Linked DNA regions of Mus musculus: region 2 is linked to region 1. Evidence: chromatin contacts called from public HiChIP or PLAC-seq data. All regions are on one chromosome and are shown on one strand. Each heading gives the region's core, a stretch centred on a gene start, on an enhancer-like site or on the middle of the called end of the contact. The rest is flanking DNA. Distances are from core to core; before and after follow the strand shown.

Region 1 (3,680 bases), core at 1,152-3,651:
AGCCAGGGCTACACAGAGAAACCCTGTCTCAAAAAAAAAAAAAGGGCCAAAACCAAAAAACTCAAGTTGAGCCAGCACCTTCAGTTGCAGCTGTTCAGGAGGCTGGAGCCAGGGAGCCCAGGAGACCAGACCAGCCTAGTCAGCAGAGCCATGAAGGATATAGATATGGGTCATGTCCCCTTTGGCTTGGAGGCTCTGGGAGTGTTGTCTCTATGGCACCATTAGATAATGCTCCTTCCCATTGATGACAACAGCTCCTGTTACTGAGAGATGTATCCTGGGAGGGACAAGGAAGGGATGGCAGAGGAGTTCTGCACATGCTGGTGACCCCTGGAGCTTAGGTGGGCCAGCCACAGTTGAGGAGCACTAAACCGTTATACATGGTTGGTTGGTTGGTTGGTTGGTTGGTTGGTTGGTTTGTGACAAAGTCCTACTGTTTGTGTAGCCCACCTGCACTCTGCTGGCCTTGTACTTCCTGAGATGTGAATGCCATTCCAGGGACTAAACTCGAATATTTAACTCTGAAGCTAGGGAAAAGCCTCTGTTTAAGCTTGGTCATGATTGTGTTAGGCCTCTTGCTTTTTTCTCTGTTTGTTTGTTTGTGTGTGTGTTTGTTTGTTATAAATGGTGTTTTTCTAGACATAGTTTTTCTCTAGGCTAAGCTGGCCTGGAACTCAACATCGATCCACCTGCCTCTGCCTCCCAAGTCCTAGGATTAGAGCTATGTCGCCACCTCCCATCCTAAGCAGAAGCTTTTACCCAGAGGGCTCTTGGCCCTTCCTTTGTCATTTTCATTGTAGTTTTTCCCTGGCCCACGTTAGAAGGCCCGTCAATGTGGTGGTCTTCTGTCTCTACTCTGAAGCTGAGCCCTCTTCTCCTCTCTCCAGGCCCTGTCTCAAAGGGACCCTCCTCACAACAACTTCTTCTTCTTCGACGGCATGAAGGGGAGTGGAATTGTGGAGTGCCTTGGTCCCCAGTGAGCTGAGGTGTGTACAAGGCCACCGAGTCACCTGCCCTCTCTCCGGATCATTTTTCTAGAGCAAGCAGGCCAGACTTCATCCTGCCTTTGTCTTCGAAGCTATCAGGGAACTGCGGGGTCCCAAATATGATAATCACGTGGCACCTCTGGCATTGCTCCCTTGGGCTGTCACTGGGGACTGGCAGTGCCTAGTGAGAGAGAGCATCATACTTCATGATGTCAGAGTGTCTTGTCACGGTTTGGACTTAACTTCCCTCTATAGTCAGCAGAGGGGATCCGAGGCCCAGTGCTGCCTGGAGAACTGAGAATAGACCTCTGTTGTTGACCCTTCCTCAGGCTGGAGCCTGGGTGTTGGAAGGGAGAGACTGTCACCCAGTTGTCATGTCTTTTGGTTGTGAGCCTATGCACCTTACCTTTAATGGTTGAACCATCTTTTCAGCCCAAACAGTTTATTTCTAAAAAGTAGATTTAATGCTAGGGGCCATTATGCAGGCTTGTAATCCTAGATGTTGGGATGCCGGGGCAGGATTTACTGTAAATTTCAGGGCCAAGTTGGTCTACATAATGTACCAAGAACCTTTCTCAAAATATAATAAAGGGCATATTCCAGAGTTAGGGTGGGGCACTGTTACCCAGCTCCTTATACTGGGCACCCGGGCCCCTGACAGGAGTGGGTTGGGGGGCAGTTGGTTTGGTCTTCCTTCTAGGAGTATGAGGGCAGCCTGTCTAGTTTGTAGATCCCCTTGGTTGCTGGATAAAGGATGATAATAAAGTGTCTTTCTCTTAAACTTGCTTGTCTCCTCTGTTTTAGAAACATGGGTGGGTAGCTGGTGTCCTATTTTCCTTAAACCTGAAAAGTCTCACACCCTCTTATGCTTAAAAGATTCCTACTGTCTCCAGCCCAGCCTCCTTGCTTCCTTTGTCCTTTTGATAATACAGCAGTTGCACTGCAGACAGGACACATGGATGCTTAGGCTCCTGCCTGTGTGCTGAGGGTCTCAGTACTAACAGGCTGAAGTCACGTGGGTGAGCTAGAGCGCCCAGCTTAACCATGGTGGGTGGCACACTCCTGTCCTGTCTGCACCTAGGAGGCTGAGACAGGAAGGTCACAAGTTGAAAGCCAGCCCCTTCTGTGCAGCAAGTTGGTGAGGTGGAAAGCAGAATCCTATGGCTATAAGATAGGGCTTCCCCTGCAATACCATCAGCTCCAGTTATTAGTCCCCCTGTGCTCTAGTTGGTGCAAGACACAGTTCTCACCCGTGTGTCCCCGTATCCATCCCAGGTGCAGTGGAACCCTTTCTGGGCGTCATTAACACAGCTGTAGCACTGGGATCAGCAGCCCTGTGGATCTCTCGGGTATGAAAGGCCAAAGAAATCACCTTTCTGGTTGCAGTGTGAAGTCTTGGTCACAAGGGGGAGCAGACACTCCTAACCTACGTAAAACAAGCTTTCCATCTGGTGCCTCTAGGTCACAGGCTGAGTCACCCAGAGGGCCTCTGAGGAATCTGGCCGCTGCCAGTCCAGATTACAAGTACCCTACAGATAGGAAGATCCCTACGTGTCTGGGAAAGCCAGTAAAGTAATGGCTTCTAGAACCTCTGCAAGGTATGCAGCTCTGTGGGGACAGAACTTATCCTCAGAGGCATAGGAGTCAAGAGAGCAGGGCATGGGGGTGGGCTGCCCAGAGGCACAGTACCTCCAGTCCACCCTTCTCAAAGCGTGCTGGAGAGTGGGCTGCACAAAAGACAAACACAGCTGGGCAGGCTATCCCCTGCCTGTCCTCCCAGCATGCAGGAAGGGGAGGCAGGACAGGAAATCCAGGACAGCTAGGACTACATAGACCTTGTCTCAAACCAACATTCATAAAGCAGTAACTCACTTCTGTGCTCAGTCTTACCTACTTTTTAAAAAAAGTTGAATGCCAGCCGGGCGTAGTGGCGCACGCCTTTAATCCCAGCACTCAGGAGGCAGAGGCAGGTGGATTTCTGAGTTCGAGGCCAGCCTGGTCTACAAAGTGAGTTCCAGGACAGCCAGGGCTACACAGAGAAACCCTGTGTCGAAAAACCAAAAAAAAAAAAAAAAAAAAAATTGAATGCATTTCTTCAAGTATGGGTGTTAAGTGTGTAAGTTCACACACTGCACTTCTCATGCTGAGGTCAGAGAGCAGACTTAGGGTTTAGGGTGCTGCTGACAAGGTGATCCACACCTTAAATCCGACCACTCTGGAGGCAGAAGCAGGTGGACGTCTGCGTTTGAGGTCAACCTAGTCTACATTGTGAGAGTTCAGGGACGGCCAGGGCTACACGGTCAGACCCTGTATCAAAAACAAGCAAAACCAGTAACATAATGCTTCTGCAGTTGCTCTGGGGATACTTATGTTAGACTTTCATAGTTATGACCGGTTATTATTTTCATTTGAAAATTAAACATAAGAAGATAAGATTATGTGTCTAGTCTTGACTCTCAACTTGACTACATCTGGAATTAACTGAAACCCAATCACCTGGGTTACACCTGTGAGGGTTCTTAACACATTTGACATGGGAAGACCCACCCGCCTTCATCTGGGCCATACCTAGTAGCAAGGATGGGTGGAAATTCTTCCACGTTGGGTGTTCTGGGAGTCAAGTCAGATGGAGAGTGCTTGGCCTAAACAGTCTACTGTCTCGGTCATTCCACAGCTCTCTCTGCTATCTTCAAA
Region 2 (3,750 bases), core at 960-3,459, 170 kb before region 1:
GGCCAGGTCAGCTACTGCCCTTCCCAGAAAGCCCTGGAGGTGACCATAGCCTGTCACCACCCAACATCACCACGGGCTGGGTTTTGTGTTTCACATTGGGTAGTATGCATTCTGTCTGCACTGTCCCACCTTCTCATCTCTACCTTTTAAGGGATATGGAAAGGTCTGGAGCTCTGTCTGACCCCACACTCTCCATTTTCCCCAGCCAAGGCAGACAGCAGCACTAGCAGACGGTCTTAGAACCTTCACACTGTCTCTACCACTACATGGAATGACATAAAAGCAACTTGTAGGCCAGAGGGGTGGGGTGAACCCTTCTGTGGTCTGTACCCCTGGTCTAGTGGGAGGAATCCCTGAAGACCTGCATCCCCTAAGTGAGGACCCTACAGGGTACCTTGTGCTCTGCCCCCAGACCCATAGCCTTAGCAGTGGGCCAACTACAATCCTCATCTCCTAAAGTCATCTACAGATGGCAGGTGGAAGAAAGTGGTTCTCCATTCCACATCCACTGCCAGTGTGCATGGGGAGGGCAGGGGATGGACTGGGTCACTCTAGGACTGCAGCAGCCAGGGACACTGTAGAGAGGCTAAGGCTAGAGGCACTATTACCCAACCATGAAGCCACCCAAGTAGTGGAGCCAGGACATAAGTTATTGTTCACATTAAAGAATCATGTTCCCTGTGTACATTTTAAGCAAAGGAAAAGTCTTGGGATTGTATGGGAATAAAACTTGTTTGAAAATTTGGAATAGTGCTGCTGTCAGCTTATTTTTCTGGTACTTGTATTTTCTATGTTAAATGATCTTTATATGTGTTGGATTAACAAATATTTTGAGTTTCCTGAAAACAAACAGAAACATTAATGGTATTGAAGTGTGTTAGTAGTCTGGCCGTGTGCCCAAACTTATGTTTCGCAGCAAAAGTGGAAACCTGTCTGTAAAGCAAGTGTAACGATGATTTCCTGTATCATGGGGGCTCAAACCAGGACCTCTCTAGTTGCTGTTAGGAATGTCTGCTTCATTTCCAAGCTTTTTTTTTTTTTTTTTTTTTTTTTTAAATACGTCATGGGTTTCTGAGGCTCCAGCCTGTTTAGTGCATGGGCAGCCATCCTGGCAGCCAAGACATCTCTGACAGAAGTGTTTTTGTTTGGTTTTGTTTTTTAAGATTATGTATTTGCTACAAAGTATTGTACTTGTCTCAATGGGAATGGTGTTAAAAAAGAAAAAAAGACAGAAAAGGCCTTATGTGATATGTATCATAGTTAATAAATCAATCTTGTAAAAAAAAAAACCATAAATAAAAACAGGCCTGAGAGAAATGAAGGGCCGCAGTCTCCACAGCAGCCTGGGGCCAAGTGGGGACAGTCCTACCCCTCATCCTCTGCAGCCGTGTTGAGAGGACAGAAGTCGGAGAACTGCAGATGGCCAGAAGCTTTGGAAAGTTGTAAGAAGTGAGAAGGCTAGCCACCTAAAGAAGCCACAGCAAAAACATTTCCACCACCCCTGAAAATACTGAAAGAGTAACTGTGGTGCACACATGTAGTCCTAGGACCAGGTGTGCTGAGACAGCTGGTTTTAAACATCTGTGTAAGGAAGTTTGAGTGGTTGTGAGTGTGGGCACATGGCTATCACGAAGGCCCATCAAAGAACACCTTGGTGAAGTAGGATCATCCCATCATCTGGATCCCAGATGGTGGCAAGTGCTCTTTCCTCTGCCTCCATTCCAGTGCTCTAGAATACTGTAACTCAGGCCTGCTGAGATTCTGATGGATCCCCACATGCACGCTTAACCTGACCTCCCTTGACCCTTCCTTCCCTATGGCAGGGGCCTAGAAGTTCCTCATACAGGATGTCTATCACAGCACCACCATGGATGGGGAAAAAACTCCAGGCAGCCTCAAACTTCAAGCCTACCTACCTACCTCCTCCTCCTCCACCTCCTCCTGAGTTTTGTTTTGTTTTGTTTTGCTTCAGGTTTCTCCATGTAACCCTGGCTGGCCTCCTATGTGTGAGTTAGAGGCAGTTGTGAGCCGCCCAATAAACCGAACTTGGGTCCTCTGCAAAAGCAGCAAGCTCTCAATCTCTGAGCCATCTCTCCATCCCCTATTCAGTTTTTTGTGGTTTTTTGTTTGTTTTTTGAAACATAGTTTTATATGAATGTGTTTTTGTGGGTAAATGCAGTGCCTGTGGAGGCCAGCAGAGGGCATAGGATCTCCTGGAACAGGGGTTACTAGTTGTGAGCTGGGAAGAGAATTCTGGTCCTCTATATAAACAGCATGCACCTTTAGCCACTAAGCCAACTCCACCCCAAGATGGTACTAATGTATAGCCCAGAGTGTTCCTATACTTGGTACAATCCTGAATCAGCTTCCTGAGTGCTGAGATTACAGGTGTAAGCTACCACTCACATGAGTCTAGAGTTCTAGTGGGCACATCTGTGACTCTCCTATGCCCAGCCAGAATGTCGTCACCTGATTCTAGGCTGGTGCAGTGGCACGTTGGGTAAAAGTACTTGCCACCAATTCCTGAGGACTTGATCCCTGGGACCTCCACAGTTGTCCTTTTGTTTTTATTGTTTAGTCTGGAGGAGCCCTCAATATGTAGCTGAGGCTAGCCTTGAACTGATTCTCCTGCCTCCAACTTCCCAGGTAATAGGGTTGCAGATAGGCTACTCCCCACCCCATGACTAGGAAGCTCTGAAGTGTACTTAACTTGGCATTAGATTGTCTCCACTCATTTAATTCAGAATCCCAGAGCATGTGCTCTGTGCCGGGCTCCAGGAAGCACAGCCACAGGCACAGCTCTGCCTGCCCAGAGCCCACTTCTCAGTGGAATTATCAGATGCTGTCACAGCTGTGTGACCAGTGGGTCGCTCTTTAAGCTCTCCCTGAGGAAGTGACTCAGTTAACAGCATATACTGCTCTTGCAGGGATCTGAATTCCGTTACCAGCACCTACACAGGCTAACTACTGATTGCAACGCTTCTGTCCTCCATCAATCCCTGTACTTATATGTACATGCACCTAATAGTAAATCCATGAAAGGCAGCCAAACCTGGTGTTACAGGCCAATCATAGTAGCTACTCAGGCTAAGGCAGGAGAATTTCCCTTTTCAGGCCTGCTTGAGCCACCAAGGAATTAAAGGTTTAGCAAGATTATCTCACAAAACGTAAAGGGAGGTGGGTGTGGATCAGTGGTAGAGTTTGCCTAGCATGCACAGGCAGAAGGCTATGTGTTCGGTCCTCAGGGCAAAAAGGGACAAAATATTAAGCCAAGTGTGCCTATAGTCTATAGGCATGCCTATAGTCCCCACAATCAAAACCTGAGGTGGGTGGGGTGCAGGACAGAGAGATGGCTCAGCAGTTAAGAACACTGGTCTTCCAGAGGATCTGGGCCCAATTCCCAGCACCCACACATATGGCAGCTCAAAATCGTAACTCCAAGATCTGACACCCTCACACAGAAGGCAGGCAAAACACCAATGCATGTAAAATGAGCACACGTTTTTAAAAAGCTGAGGCAGGTGGATTATGAGTTTAAGGTACACTTTGAGACCTCATCTCAAAATCACTAAAAAACATCAATAATGAGAGAGACAGTCCAAGCCAGAAAAGATTTGAGTGAATCCTAGCCTGGGCGCTGAGTCAGTTGGATTAGCACACTGCGAGAATGTGAACATGAGAAGGAGAGGTGGGGGTTGGCACATCTTAGAACTCCAGACAACAGAGTCAGTTGAATGTTGAGTGCACCTG

The links. HiChIP or PLAC-seq counts read pairs in DNA pulled down with a chosen protein or histone mark.
Region 2: a contact with region 1 is called in a CTCF HiChIP or PLAC-seq map of CD8 T cells, with 5 read pairs. The contact joins two enhancer-like sites. A contact is called at or near these places in 2 of 39 promoter capture datasets (maxillary cranial neural crest and pre-B cells), 2 of 15 datasets of contacts at CTCF or cohesin (CD8 T cells and embryonic stem cells), 1 of 484 Hi-C or Micro-C datasets (LSK cells), 6 of 115 datasets of contacts at active chromatin or transcription factors (embryonic stem cells, microglia and stem cell-derived neural progenitor cells) and 1 of 9 other capture datasets (adipose tissue).

The regions. Positions count from the first base shown.
Region 1 is chr7:16,325,137-16,328,816 of GRCm38.p6, reverse strand. It overlaps Sae1 (SUMO1 activating enzyme subunit 1), which reads left to right. Exons shown (of 9, transcript NM_019748.3): 9 at 888-1,767. The coding sequence ends at 980. Among named protein-coding and RNA genes, the nearest start is that of Bbc3, 17 kb to the right of the region's middle. Within about 2 kb of position 2,401, at least 168 of the 459 cell types and tissues checked have an H3K27ac peak or open chromatin away from gene starts, as enhancers often do. A contact at or near this core is called in CD8 T cells, where this site is marked.
Region 2 is chr7:16,492,035-16,495,784 of GRCm38.p6, reverse strand. It overlaps Arhgap35 (Rho GTPase activating protein 35), which reads left to right. Exons shown (of 7, transcript NM_172739.4): 7 at 1-1,312. Among named protein-coding and RNA genes, the nearest start is that of Npas1, 17 kb to the right of the region's middle. Within about 2 kb of position 2,209, at least 10 of the 459 cell types and tissues checked have an H3K27ac peak or open chromatin away from gene starts, as enhancers often do. A contact at or near this core is called in CD8 T cells, where this site is marked.